Regions from separate parts of the Drosophila melanogaster genome. Here region 2 is linked to region 1. The links are chromatin contacts, called in public Hi-C maps. All regions are on one chromosome and are shown on one strand. The core of a region is the stretch at or near the end of the contact, and the rest is flanking DNA. Distances in the headings are between cores, read along the strand shown.

Evidence for each region. Hi-C and Micro-C count contacts between places; a contact is called where the count stands out from the background.
Region 2: a Hi-C map of the Kc167 cell line shows a contact between it and region 1, with 4 times the contacts expected there. A contact is called at or near these places in 12 of 107 Hi-C or Micro-C datasets (the D17-c3 cell line, the Kc167 cell line, the S2 cell line and 4 more).

What each region holds. Positions count from the first base shown.
Region 1 is chr2L:2,737,796-2,744,670 of dm6, forward strand. It overlaps Hrs (Hepatocyte growth factor regulated tyrosine kinase substrate), which reads left to right and starts at 2,191. Exons shown (of 6, transcript NM_164496.1): 1 at 2,191-2,239; 2 at 2,345-2,416; 3 at 2,594-2,678; 4 at 2,725-2,989; 5 at 3,313-3,687; 6 at 3,764-5,582. The coding sequence starts at 2,386. The coding sequence ends at 5,290. It overlaps CG31689, which reads left to right. Exons shown (of 11, transcript NM_001273025.1): 5 at 1-105; 6 at 280-587; 7 at 652-820; 8 at 888-988; 9 at 1,074-1,229; 10 at 1,294-1,502; 11 at 1,567-2,035. The coding sequence ends at 1,705. CG9961 reads right to left here. Exons shown (of 3, transcript NM_134860.3): 2 at 6,809-6,875; 3 at 5,580-6,742. The coding sequence ends at 5,663.
Region 2 is chr2L:2,801,809-2,808,388 of dm6, forward strand. daw (dawdle) reads left to right here and starts at 3,453. Exons shown (of 5, transcript NM_001273038.1): 1 at 3,453-3,793.

The sequences.
Region 1 (6,875 bases), core at 941-3,440:
TAAGCGCGGGTCGATGCACCTACCAGGGCACGCCCCAGAACACGGTCATGTTTCTCAGCAGCGTGGGCCTGGAGTGCCCGCCCTACCACAATCCCGCCGACTTCCGTGAGTAGCTGCTGCCCAACTGCATGCCCTTCCCTTTCGATTGCTCACTTGGGATCCCATTAATTGGCATTTACTGCGGCACATTCATTCATGTGATCCTAATTGAACCCGTTCAATACCAAAGTTGGTGAGCGGCAAAAAGGCGAGTGTCATTAAAGGTGTTAATCATTTCAGTGCTGGAATGCGCGAACGGGGACTACGGCGATCAGACGGAGGCTCTGGCGGAAGCGGCCAAGGACATACGCTGGAGATACGATCAGCAGTTGATGCAGGGCGAGGATGCCGATGCGCCCAGCGAGACGCAGGTGGCCAAGTTCAATGAATCTCAGTCACCGGGGCAGGTCCAGGTGCAGGTGCAGAAGATCGAGATCCAGAACATGGAGTCGTCGAAGGATCTGACCAAGCACACCTATCCGCCCACGGAATACATGCGACTGTGGCTGCTCATCGGCCGGTGTCATCTTCAGTTCTTCAGGGATTGGGTGAGTTGGGTTGGATCTTACCACAATTTAAGCCTTACTTGAATATTTTCAATACCACTTCCAGACTCTTACCTACCTGAAGCTGGGCATTCATGTGCTCTGTTCCATTTTGATTGGCTTGTTCTTCGGCGATTCGGGCAGCAATGCCACCAAGCAAATTTCCAATGTCGGCATGATCATGATCCATTGCGTATATCTCTGGTACACCACCATTATGCCGGGCATATTGAGATGTAAGTCGGAATGGGGGAGTGCATACTATGTGCCTCTTTCTACAATATAATATGATGCGTGTTACAGATCCCGCCGAAATAGAGATCATCAGAAAGGAGACCTTCAACAACTGGTACAAATTGCGAACCTATTACCTTGCCACCATCATCACATCCACACCAGTCCATGTGAGTCTGCAATCCTGTGGATTCCTGAAAAAACCTATCCACACGTACATACTTATATTTTCTCACATATATTATATTTTTTCAGATCATCTTCTCGACGGTGTATATAACGATAGGATATCTGATGACCGATCAGCCCGTGGAAATGGATCGATTTGTTAAGTACCTACTAAGTGCGGTGGTGGTCACGATCTGTGCGGATGGTCTGGGCGTCTTTCTGGGCACCGTGCTGAATCCAGTGGTAAGTGCAGAGCTCTTTAACCAAATGCTAGAATCCTTTGTCACCACAAAAACTTAATTTGCAGAATGGAACTTTCGTTGGCGCCGTTTCGACGTCATGTATGCTAATGTTCTCCGGCTTCCTCATCCTGCTGAATCACATTCCGGCTGCCATGCGATTCATGGCCTATATATCGCCACTTCGCTACGCCCTCGAAAACATGGTGATCTCGCTGTACGGCAATCAGCGTGGCCAGTTGATCTGCCCGCCCACGGAGTTCTATTGCCACTTCAAGTGAGTGAAAGCATAAGCAAGCTGCAAATATTCAAAGTACTCATTTATTATCGTTTTCGATTAGGAACGCTGTGACTGTGCTGCGACAATTTGGTATGGAGGACGGCGACTTTGGTCACAACATTCTCATGATCCTCATCCAAATAGCGATATTCAAGGTTCTGTCCTACTTTACGCTGAAGCACAAGATCAAGACGAACTGATGGGGGGGGGGGGGGGGCTTTTAGTATTCGGCTTAATTTGAATCGAATGTGATTTTATGTTACTTATGTATGTATGTATATCGCTTAGTTGCAAGTAAACCCAATCTTTTATATACCGGCGTGTGATACTTTAACAAATGCAACGGACCATTGCAATATGCGAGTGCCAACTGTTGCGGCAACCTCTAAGCATAGCGAATCATAGTTTTTATACTGTTTATGTATGGATAACTAACCTTTATATATGTATGTACGTGTAGTTATTTGTCTAGTTAACCTAATTGTAAGCGAGACCTGTATGAACAAACAAAATAAACAAGAAGCTTAAGCAAATGAGTAGCGCATTTATTTTTATGGCACAAAATGCGATTCCAATCTGGGGCTTAATGTTAATATGTTAATATAAAAGTCATTTCAAATTTTTAAAAATCCGTTACGAAAATTCCAAACTTTACGTCAATCGTTACGTCAGTCATGTAGTGCTGCTCTTATTTGCGTTGCCCTTGCTTTTCGTCATCTGGCAGCACTGTAAGGGTATGTTAATTTCATTGATGTGGCAGCACTAGCGCATTGCAGAAAATTTCTTTGCTTGCAAAACAATAATAATAAGCTTTCCTTATTTTAAACGAATAACAATAGAAAACCAACGACGAGAAGCAGCATAAAAGAAAACAGAAAACATGTTTCGATCAAGTTTCGACAAAAACTTAGGTAAGAAGCACCAAAGTCAAGGAAATAAACCAATAAGAAAAAATGACTCATCGAAAAACAAAAAAAACAAGGAAGAAGAATTCAGAAGTAACAATAAAAAGGCGATTGAACTCCAAAACAATTGAAGATTTTGATAAACACACAAAGGTCTAACAATTACGCACTTTCCACTCGCAGAAAATGCCACCAGTCACTTGCGTCTGGAGCCCGACTGGCCATCAATTCTTCTGATTTGCGATGAAATCAACCAGAAAGATGTCACGTAAGTTTCGGCGATTCCAGATTTATTATTTTAATCAAAAAACCAGTCCCAAGAATGCCTTTGCCGCCATCAAGAAGAAGATGAACTCGCCCAACCCGCACTCCTCCTGCTATTCCCTCCTGGTCCTCGAGAGCATCGTCAAGAACTGCGGCGCACCCGTTCACGAGGAGGTGTTCACCAAGGAGAACTGCGAGATGTTCAGCAGTTTCCTCGAGTCGACGCCCCACGAGAACGTGCGCCAGAAGATGCTGGAGCTGGTGCAGACCTGGGCGTACGCCTTCCGCTCCTCGGACAAGTACCAGGCCATCAAGGTAGGATTGGCAGCTCCATCTAAAGGGATCTTTACCATGCGATTGATGCACTTTGAAAAAGATTGTGGGTTTCTCTATACTTTTGCATTGAATATAACACTTTGCATCAGCCCAGCGCACACTTAGTTCAAAATCCGGCCCTGCGCTTTGCCATTAATTTAATTAGTAGGAAACAACTGTTTGCTGCGTAGCAAAACCCAGTGAAATGTCATCAGTTGAATAGAAATGAGCTCGGAGGAGGAACTTAGCATTGAGGAGGAATCCCTTGTAGACTCACGCCACATAACTACAGCTAACTTTACTAACAATCCCATTCTCTGCAGGACACCATGACCATCCTGAAGGCGAAGGGGCACACTTTCCCCGAACTTCGGGAGGCAGATGCCATGTTCACGGCGGACACGGCGCCCAACTGGGCAGATGGCAGGGTATGCCATCGCTGTCGCGTGGAGTTCACCTTCACCAACCGGAAGCACCACTGCCGGAACTGCGGCCAGGTCTTCTGTGGCCAATGCACGGCCAAGCAGTGTCCGCTGCCCAAGTACGGCATCGAAAAGGAGGTGCGTGTGTGCGACGGCTGCTTCGCTGCCCTCCAGCGTCCGACGAGCGGCAGTGGAGGCGCTAAGTCCGGACCACGTCCGGCGGACAGCGAGCTACCGGCGGAGTATCTGAACAGCACTTTGGCGCAGCAGGTGCAGGTGAGTCACTCTGGGAAAACAGCTAATCTAATCGAAACAGAACAGCCGATTAATGGCAAAACCATATTCCTTCTAGACACCAGCTCGCAAGACCGAGCAGGAACTCAAGGAGGAGGAGGAACTGCAGCTGGCGCTGGCCCTCAGTCAATCGGAAGCGGAGCAGCAGAAGCCCAAGCTGCAATCCCTGCCACCCGCTGCCTATCGCATGCAGCAAAGGTCTCCCAGTCCGGAGGCACCGCCAGAACCCAAGGAGTATCACCAGCAGCCGGAGGAGGCTACCAATCCGGAGCTGGCCAAGTACTTGAACCGCAGCTACTGGGAGCAGCGCAAGATCAGCGAATCGTCATCCATGGCAAGTCCCTCGGCACCGAGCCCCATGCCACCAACGCCGCAGCCCCAGCAGATCATGCCCCTGCAGGTCAAGAGTGCGGATGAAGTGCAGATCGATGAGTTTGCCGCCAATATGCGCACGCAGGTGGAGATCTTTGTTAACCGCATGAAGTCGAACTCGAGCCGCGGTCGCAGCATCTCCAACGACTCCTCTGTGCAGACCCTCTTCATGACCCTGACCTCGTTGCACTCGCAGCAGTTGTCGTACATCAAGGAGATGGACGACAAGCGCATGTGGTACGAGCAGCTGCAGGACAAGCTAACCCAGATCAAGGACTCGCGTGCTGCGCTGGATCAGCTGCGTCAGGAGCATGTGGAGAAGCTGCGCAGGATCGCCGAGGAGCAGGAACGTCAGCGACAGATGCAGATGGCCCAGAAACTGGACATAATGCGCAAGAAGAAGCAGGAGTATCTGCAGTATCAACGACAGCTAGCATTGCAGCGCATCCAGGAGCAGGAGCGCGAGATGCAGCTGCGCCAGGAGCAGCAGAAGGCGCAGTATTTGATGGGCCAGTCGGCTCCACCTTTCCCCTACATGCCACCATCGGCGGTGCCACAACATGGTTCGCCCTCGCATCAGCTCAACAACGTTTATAATCCCTATGCTGCCGGTGTGCCCGGCTATTTGCCTCAGGGTCCTGCACCGGCTCCCAACGGACATGGCCAGTTTCAGGCCATTCCGCCGGGCATGTACAATCCGGCAATACAGCAGCCGATGCCGCCGAATCTCCAGCCCGGCGGATTAATGCAACAGCCCGCGCCACCTGGAAATCCCCAGATGATGCCGCCCATGCCCGAAAATCAGTTTGCCAACAATCCTGCTGCTATCCTCCAGCTGCCGCAGCAGCATTCGATCGCCCAGCCTCCTCAAATACCATTCCAACCGCAGCCTCAACAGATTCCTGGTCAGCAGCCTCAACAGATTCCTGGTCAGCAGCCTCAACAGATTCCTGGTCAGCAGCCTCAACAGATTCCTGGTCAGCAGCCACAGCAGATTCCTGTCCAGCAACCTCAGCCACAACCCCAAATGGGTCACGTAATGCTGCAGCAGCACCAGGCTCCTCCAGCAGCACAGGCACCTCCAGTTACCGAAATCGCCAACAATCAAGTCCAAGCGGTGGCTGCTGCACCTGCTCCGCCGCAAAACGAACCGGGACCCGCGCCCGTTAAAGCTGAGGAGCCGGCTACGGCGGAACTGATTAGCTTTGATTAATCCAAGAGATGTTATTCCATTTGTATTACCCTTCAGGGCTGGGTCAGAAAGTTCTCGTGCGGCTGTTAAGCGAAAAAATGTATGTTTTGTTTAGTTGAACGCGGTTATTAGTTACTATTTCAAAAGTTTTTGTTGCGAGAAAGAGGAACATGATAAATTTTAAGTTTAGACCAAATCTATGGAGGTAAAAAGATAGTTGGAAAGTAGTGCTGCACGAGATCGAGGCCCGCCCTTTTATCACGTTTTAACCGACTAATGTTATTCCACAATAAAAATAACTTTGTATTTTGAGAGACTGATTGTTTAAATTGTCCAAATTGAATTTAAGATACATGTACATATAAGTGGAATAACCATTGTAAAGCAGTGCGTTTAGGCATCCGAAAGAGCAGCCACTCCAGGCAGAACCTTACCCTCCAGCAACTCCAGGGAAGCTCCTCCACCGGTGGACACATGCGAGACCTTGTCGGCGCCTCCGAACTTCAAGCAAGCGGTGGCCGTATCCCCACCACCAACGATTGTGGTGGCTCCTCGGTTAGTGGCCCCGATTACTGCCTCCAGCATGGACTCGGTGCCTTTGGAGAATAGCTCGTTTTCGAACAAGCCTGGCGGTCCGTTCCAGACGATGGTTTTGGATGCACAAATAGCGCCAGCAAACATCTGACTGGATGCCTGGCCGTGGTCCAGACCCATCATGTCCTCCGGTATGCCCTGTGTGGCATCCACATGTTCCACTTTATCCGGCTCCTTGTCGATCTTATTGGCTATGACAAAGTCAATCGGAAATAGTATATTCACGTCCTTCTCCTTCGCCTTGCAGACTATGTCGTTGACCAACTCGGATCCCTTCTCGTCGAAGAGGGACTTTCCAATCTCCATGCCATTGAGCACTTTGAGAAAGGTGAAGGCCATGCCACCGGATATGATCATGGCCGTTACATTGTTCAGGAGGTTCGTTATCAGTGGAATTTTATCGGCTATCTTGGCGCCACCCAGAATGGCCAAAAAGGGCTTGGCCGGATCGTGGAGAACCTTGGCAAAGTACTCCAGTTCCTTGTCCAGCAGGAAACCAGCCGCTCGCACCTTGTAGCCATCGCCCATCATGGAACTATGCGGACGATGTGCTGTTCCAAAGGCATCGTTCACATAGATCTCGCCCAGCTGCGCCAACTTGGCTCGGAATTCCTTCACCTTCGCGGGATCTGCTTTGACCTTCTTCTTGTTATCGTCCTTGCTGCTGCCCGTCTCCTCGGCATAGAAACGAAGATTCTCCAACAGGAACACAGTGCCGTCGGAGGGATCCTTCAAAGCTCTCAGGGTGCTATCACCCACGCAGTCGTCCAGGAATTGAACCGGCTGGCCCAGCACACTCTCCAGCTCCTTGGCCACGGGTTCCAGGCTAAACTTTTTGTTCTTTTTGCCATCCGGACGCCCCAAGTGGGATGCCAAAACCTAGGCAAAAAATTAAGTTATTCGTTCTATACTTTTTAGGAATTGAAGGAAGATATATCAACTCACCAAGGACTTACATTTCTTGTCCAAGGCATATTTAATACTGGGAAGTGCGGAAACAATTCGTTGGTTG
Region 2 (6,580 bases), core at 2,203-4,702, 65 kb after region 1:
GCTGATAATTTCACCAGGTTTAGACTTTGTCTTCGCTGTATGAATACATGAATCACGTAGATTGCGTTCGAATTCTTGGCAAATATATTTGGATTCCAACGTGTGCGACAAAGGTCGATTGGTTAATGCCTAATGAGCTTATCTGCCACAGAAACCATTGACAAATTAATTATCATTAATGCTGTGTAATTGGTTTTTTTATCAGTTTAAATCACAAAATTTGTCAAGGCTTCTTAGTTACTTATGAATATGTACCAATAGCGTCATCATATCATTCTAATTGTAAACTAAACAAAGCGCACCCGAATAATCTTTCCGTTTTCCAAGTAAGCACTAATTCTTATACAATCTAGATATACCATTCATTAGCACCTGTCCCGCAAACTTTGGGCATGTGGTACGGATTGGCTCGAGTGTCACTCGGGGGCCATAAAAACTGACCACATCAATTCGAAAATAAGTGGAAATGAAACGCTATATTCGTGGATGCTAATTTTAGATCGGGTCGCTTCGCCACACTAGTCGGCGATAAAGAGCGTTGTGCTATTTTCAACAAATGCAAAAAGAGGTGACAACAAAGGCAACTTGACGTCGTCGTCGTCATCGTCATCATCGTCATCTGGCGGAGGAGCAACGTCACGGGTTGGCGCGTTCATCATCTCGAGCGGTTGGGAACTCGAAATTCCGGCAGACACGAGGTGCATGCGTGGACGCCTTGGCACTCGGACGCCTTGGCTAATTGCTTTGGGTGCAGCCCAGATGATTGAGTGAATTGAGTGAGACGATTCGATAAAATAAGATTCGAATTTGGTTCACACACGACTGGCGCATGACTCGTAAGTGGACTTTGGTCCCACCAAAAGATATTCACTTGCGCGGCTCAGTTTCGATCTGCGCCCGATCTCGTCTAGCCTGTCTGTCTGGATGGATGGTTGGATGGATGGATGGATGAAGGGATGGATGGAGGGATGGGTAGATGCAGGCGCCTCATCTCGAGTGCTCCAAAGTCCAAGTTGTCAATTCCGTTCATGGCTCCGCAATTACTACGCTCAATATCAATTTGTTCGCACTTACAGAGCGAACGGAAAGTTTCCCCAGCGAGCTGATTAAGTGGCCCCTTATTCAGCTAAAAATTTTAATTAATTTCACTTCTTGTAGTCCGAGCTGTTGAATTATTTTTGGCTCCAGTTCGATTATCTCCTTGAGGATCCACGCTCAGTTCACATGAACAGACCACAATCGGAGTCACACCTGTTCGGTCGAAAGGCCTCAAAGTGTTAATTAGTTTGCTAATTAGTTTTCAGCTTTAATTAGTGCCTTTAATTTCGATGGGTGCTTAGTCATTTTCAACACTGTGATTAAAATAGATACTTGTTGTTTATATTTTATTGGGTTAAGTTATGAGTTTTGAGTGTAATTTTCAGCAACTATGACAAATTAAAAGTGTTTTTTTTTGGCGATGTATCAGGCAGTTTTCAAATAAAATTGCAATTTAAAATAATAAAAATATATTCACACATATTGCAGCCTCGATTAATTTTTTACTATGCAATATATACTCTAATAATCTACGTTTTAATGATTTTTGAAATTACTTTTTATAATTAAATCGAAAGTCGTGGGTGTTATCAATGGTTATCAAAATGAATATATAAAAAACAGTGTATATTTGTGTTTTGTCTGGCTACTTTCCGGTTGTCAACAAGAAATCCTCTGTAATCAGAAGACTTTGTTCTGCTGGCCCTCTTCTTAACCTATTAAACCAGGAATAGTAGAAATAGATTCAAATCGTTTCAATAACTCTATTTTTTGAGTTCACATTCTTAGACTTTACTTTCCTGATCTGTAATTTGAATCAAATGCTCACTAGACAGTCATAGAATTTTCCTGATCAAATGCAAGGCCAAAGTCTAGACGAATAAGGCCATTTATAATCAAATGAAGCGATGAATAGTTCAGAAAATATTAGAATGAATCTTTAGATGTTTAAGGTAACTTTAAGCTTGCAGTTCAAACGTGTAACTAAAGTCATAGTACCCCTATCAAGGGTATAAGCATCATATATTGTTGACTTAATTATGACACCAAAACACTGTTTTAATTAAAAACTGAAATTCCAGAGGCCCGGCCACGATAAGCCGTGCATTGTGACGTGTTTTTCAGCACGCGCGCCACATTTAAAAATTAGACGTTTCGAGTGAGATTTTGCCTCGATCCTGAGTATACAAATCACGAAAGGTATATTGTGCGATTCCATCGCATTATATTTGAGGTGAATGCTTTATTGTGAAATCTCAAGGTAAACAAAACTCGGAACGGACTTAATCAGTCGATTGGCATGAGGTTTGAAAGTGAAACACAGCGATACGCAATCAGAGCCAGCATTTAATTAATATTAGCCATTTACATACTATTGTCCTCCGAGGTAATCTCAAGAGACCCATGCTCGACGGGCGTGAAAACTTCAAAATTATGATATCACACATGGTAATCAATTGAAGCAGCCAGCAAGTTAAAAACAAGAAACCCCAAACGTCGTAAAAGCCACATCGTAAATTGGTCAAGAGGAAAGCGATTAGCTGGCCAAGAGCTAAACAAAAACAGGAAGGCATACGTAGGGTGGAGTCTGAAATTGAGTATACTTAGTTCATTCGTTATATTACATCTAATTGTTCAGTCTTTTACACGACATTGTTTGCATATTCTTCGATGATACATATGTACTTTCTTCTAGCATTCATGGTTATACGTCAATTTTAGTCATACCTCTCGCTAGTACCGCTTATTAATAGACATTGGGCCATCAAAAGAAAGCGATGGTATCGCTTTGGCTGTGAGAACCAATCGCCATTAGGCAATGTCGGCTATCAGGGAAAGTCAAAGGCAATCCGCTGGACTGGACTGCCGCTGAACTTTGGACCGGTTGGATCGAGCGATAAAACCCCACCGGCACGACGTCAGCTCACGTTTTTGGGTGACGAATGCTGGGGCTCGATCCTCATTCCCAACAAGCTCGAACTCACGAACGGCCATCGAACATGTAGCGCCGGCCAGCGAACTTGTTCGATGCTCCAGCCTCGAGCGGCGTGGGTGTTCGATGCAGGAGGCGATCGGATGGGAGCCAACCGGACCTAAAACGCTGCTGTGTGGGCCAGGGGGGAAAGCCACCCATTATCAGTGGCTCTCCCTGCTCTCCCTCTCTCTCTCTCTGTCGCACTTGCTGGAAGCAAAGTAGAATTGCGCATCGCTTAAAACGCAGAGCAGCGGAGTGCGCCAATGATCGGCGGCGTGTCTGTTATCAAACAAACTGAAACTCAACTGTCTGCCGCCCGAAGAGTGGGCCATACCCATACCCATACCCATACCCAGGCCCATACTCACACCCATACCGCTCCCCACAGATACCGTTAGTCGTACCGCTCCAGGCTTTTGTGGCCGCTGCGCCGCCCATCGTCGAATTATTCACACGCAGACGTTCCCAACGATCGGATCGAAAATTATTCAAATCGTGCAAATCGTACATGAAACTTGGTGTGAACGAATAATACTTTATGTTTCTTCAAAACATTTGTTTTTGCTCAGCGAAATATCAGCTCGTCATTTTGAGGAAATCAAGTTCAAGTGGTGAAATTCAAAACAATAATGAGTTTGCGAAAGTGATTTGCGAAAACAAATAAACGGACAATCGATTGTAGAATCACTCAAGGACATTTGATAAGCATCCCTTTTCGCAGAAGATTGCAAACAATGTGCTAAGTTATTCAAGCATTTTGACAATGGATTATTAATTTGGGTGAGTTACATAACACAAGGGCTTATTGTGTAAGAAGTTTAAATAAAAGTGCCAAAAATGTGAATTATGGAATCAGCCTCAACATGGGATACTAGAAATTGTATATTTTTTTTAGCAGTCTAATGCTCAATATCAGTTATTACCAAATCGCAGGGAAGTTTCTAGTTTCGCTTTTGGAATATCATGCCGTAATTAAAAACTAATCATGCAGTGAATGGTTTATCGATCAGAGGCCTATCTATCACCGATTGATTGATTGATAGTTTTCGAGCCTATAACCCAGGCGCATAACCTCCAAAAGCTCTTGGCGAATTTCGGCCACGTCGAGAGTCATTGGCCAAATTTAGTTGCTACCAATGATGATCTTATTTAATCCTGCACTTGATTTATGGTAGCATCGCCGATGAGCGTGTGGCGAGAAAAGTATTATGGCAGATTAATTTGCGACGCTTCGGGCCTCTGGCTTCTGGCAATCGGGGCAATCTCCGTGAGCGGTTCCAAAGTCCAGATCGTGGCATGCTCCCAACCGCTGATCGGCGAGAACGGCGTGATCGCCGTGATTTATTGCCAAAAACCGATGGAAGCAGCCGTGTTTTTGTCGCAGTGCATTCAACTGCTGCGCGCGAAGAAGAAATGCAAGTGATAATTGCCGGCAATTACGATAGCCCCACTCCAAGTCCGAGTCCCAGCCCCACATCCAGTCCCAGCTGCCCCGTAATTAATGCGAAAATGATACGGGCAGGCCCATGGAAAACCCCCAAGCAGAGTCGCTTAGTCAAGAAGCCATCTCCATCAAGCGGCTGTACTTTGCACCTCCAATCGACGCATCGCCAGACCCCCAACTCCCCATTCACAGGCACAGCAGTTTTTTGCTCCGATTTGCATCGACATGGCAACCGCGGAGTCTTCACTACAGCTTTTGCTTCTGATCACGCGCTGGTGGCGTGCTCGATGACGTAGCCATGACTGCCGGGCGTTAAATGACCTTCTTCAACTTCTGTCCCCCTTCCCAGCGGCACCCCTTTTCCGCGGGCCCCCATCACATCGCAGTCGCACGCCTCGGCTTCGATTCCTGCCTTTGATAAGTCGGTCAGTCAAGTCAGTCATTAAGTCCAGTGCAGTGCGGACAGCTCGAGTTACGTCAAAAACGAAGAGTACGTACAAAACGTGTCACATGTCGCGTGTGTGCTACAATCCAAGCCCTGCTTCCTGATCCGATCCCCATCCATTCTATCAGATCCCATCCCATCCGATCTGATCCGTCATTATGTGGCCCCCAGTCGCTTTAATCGACGTCAGGTTGGTTGTGTTGGAAAAAACAAAATGGAGCAGATTTTGGAACGTGGCAATCTACGTAGGTTGTGGAAAAATATGCGATGAGTTGATAAGTGGTGCGACATATGCTGAAGGCCAGGACGTCATTTAAATTGGAAAAGGGCCACTGGAAAAGTGTAATACCTTATGTAACTTATGGGAACACGTAAAACTAAACTTAATTGTGCAAGTCAAAGGTGTCATAATCTAATATGAAATTGGGGAGTATGCAATACTTATAGTTGTTTATTGTATTATTTCCTAACAAGAACCCCTATTAATTTGCTTTTGCTTAAGCCGCACCAACAATGTTGCCAGAATTCGCTGAGGCCTACAAAATTTCTATCAATTAAACGGACCTTCTCCTCCGTATAGTATAGATCATTTCTATTCGTCTCGATGATCTAATTGGGTTCAGAAAAATCACAGTTCGTGACAAGCGAATCGGGCACGTGTTCAGCATTTAAGGCTAAATCGAATAGGCGGTATAATATAACTCGTGATCTGCCGGCCTTCAAAATACTTTTCTTGACCTTACTCGACTGCTTCACATTTAGCCGAGACCAGAAATTCTGGCTGATGAAATTCCCAACCGAAATACTCATGAATTTCCCATTCGCATTTAAATTGGAAAACAGACACACTATGTATTTGAAATGCGCATCTATTAACCGAATCCGATTAGGATTGCCCAGAATCGCATGCTAAGCGTACTTAATTGGTTAAATGCCGCACTACATATTCCATGCTCCCGATTTGTGGACCAAAAGTGGGAAACCGCCCCTTATCAGCAACGTGTTCACTATTAATTGATTGACACACAATCGAGTCGGATCATCAAAGTCAAGCTTGATAACGCTGCGGGGTAATTAGCATGAATGGGCCACTCGACTCGATTCGATTCGATTCGATTCGGTTTGAAGCGATCATAAATTCACTTGATATCAAAATGCCCCATTGTGGCCAAGCGAGTGCCAAAAATGCCAACAGATAGTGACGCCGCCAACTGGGGGCGTGGCATTGTCAGGGTGGCGGGAGGTTAAAAATAAAATTGCAATTAAGAATTTTATGCAATTCGGTGGCTTGGCGTTTTCAAGAAGCTGATGCAATGCTGCACCCCACTTGCATATCCAATTGTCTTCGGCTAAAGAGAGAGCGCCATGTAGCCATAACCATGGTCTATAGTCATAAATCGAGACCCGAACCGCTCGGCTTGGATCCGAGTCCGCAACCGATACGAAACGATCCGTCAGATACGATGCGATTCGAGTGGTTCGGATTGTTTCGGTTCGGTTCGGTTCGGTTCGGCTGGCGCTCGCGGAACGATCAATCAAACGCTCGGCGATCGTCACATAAATTGTTCTACTAATCAGCCAACCGCTTCATTCATTCACAACTCGTTTGCGCTGCCGCATGTCGGAAGAGAAAGAAGCACCATACTATATCATAGACCATACCACAAGTGGAATACTA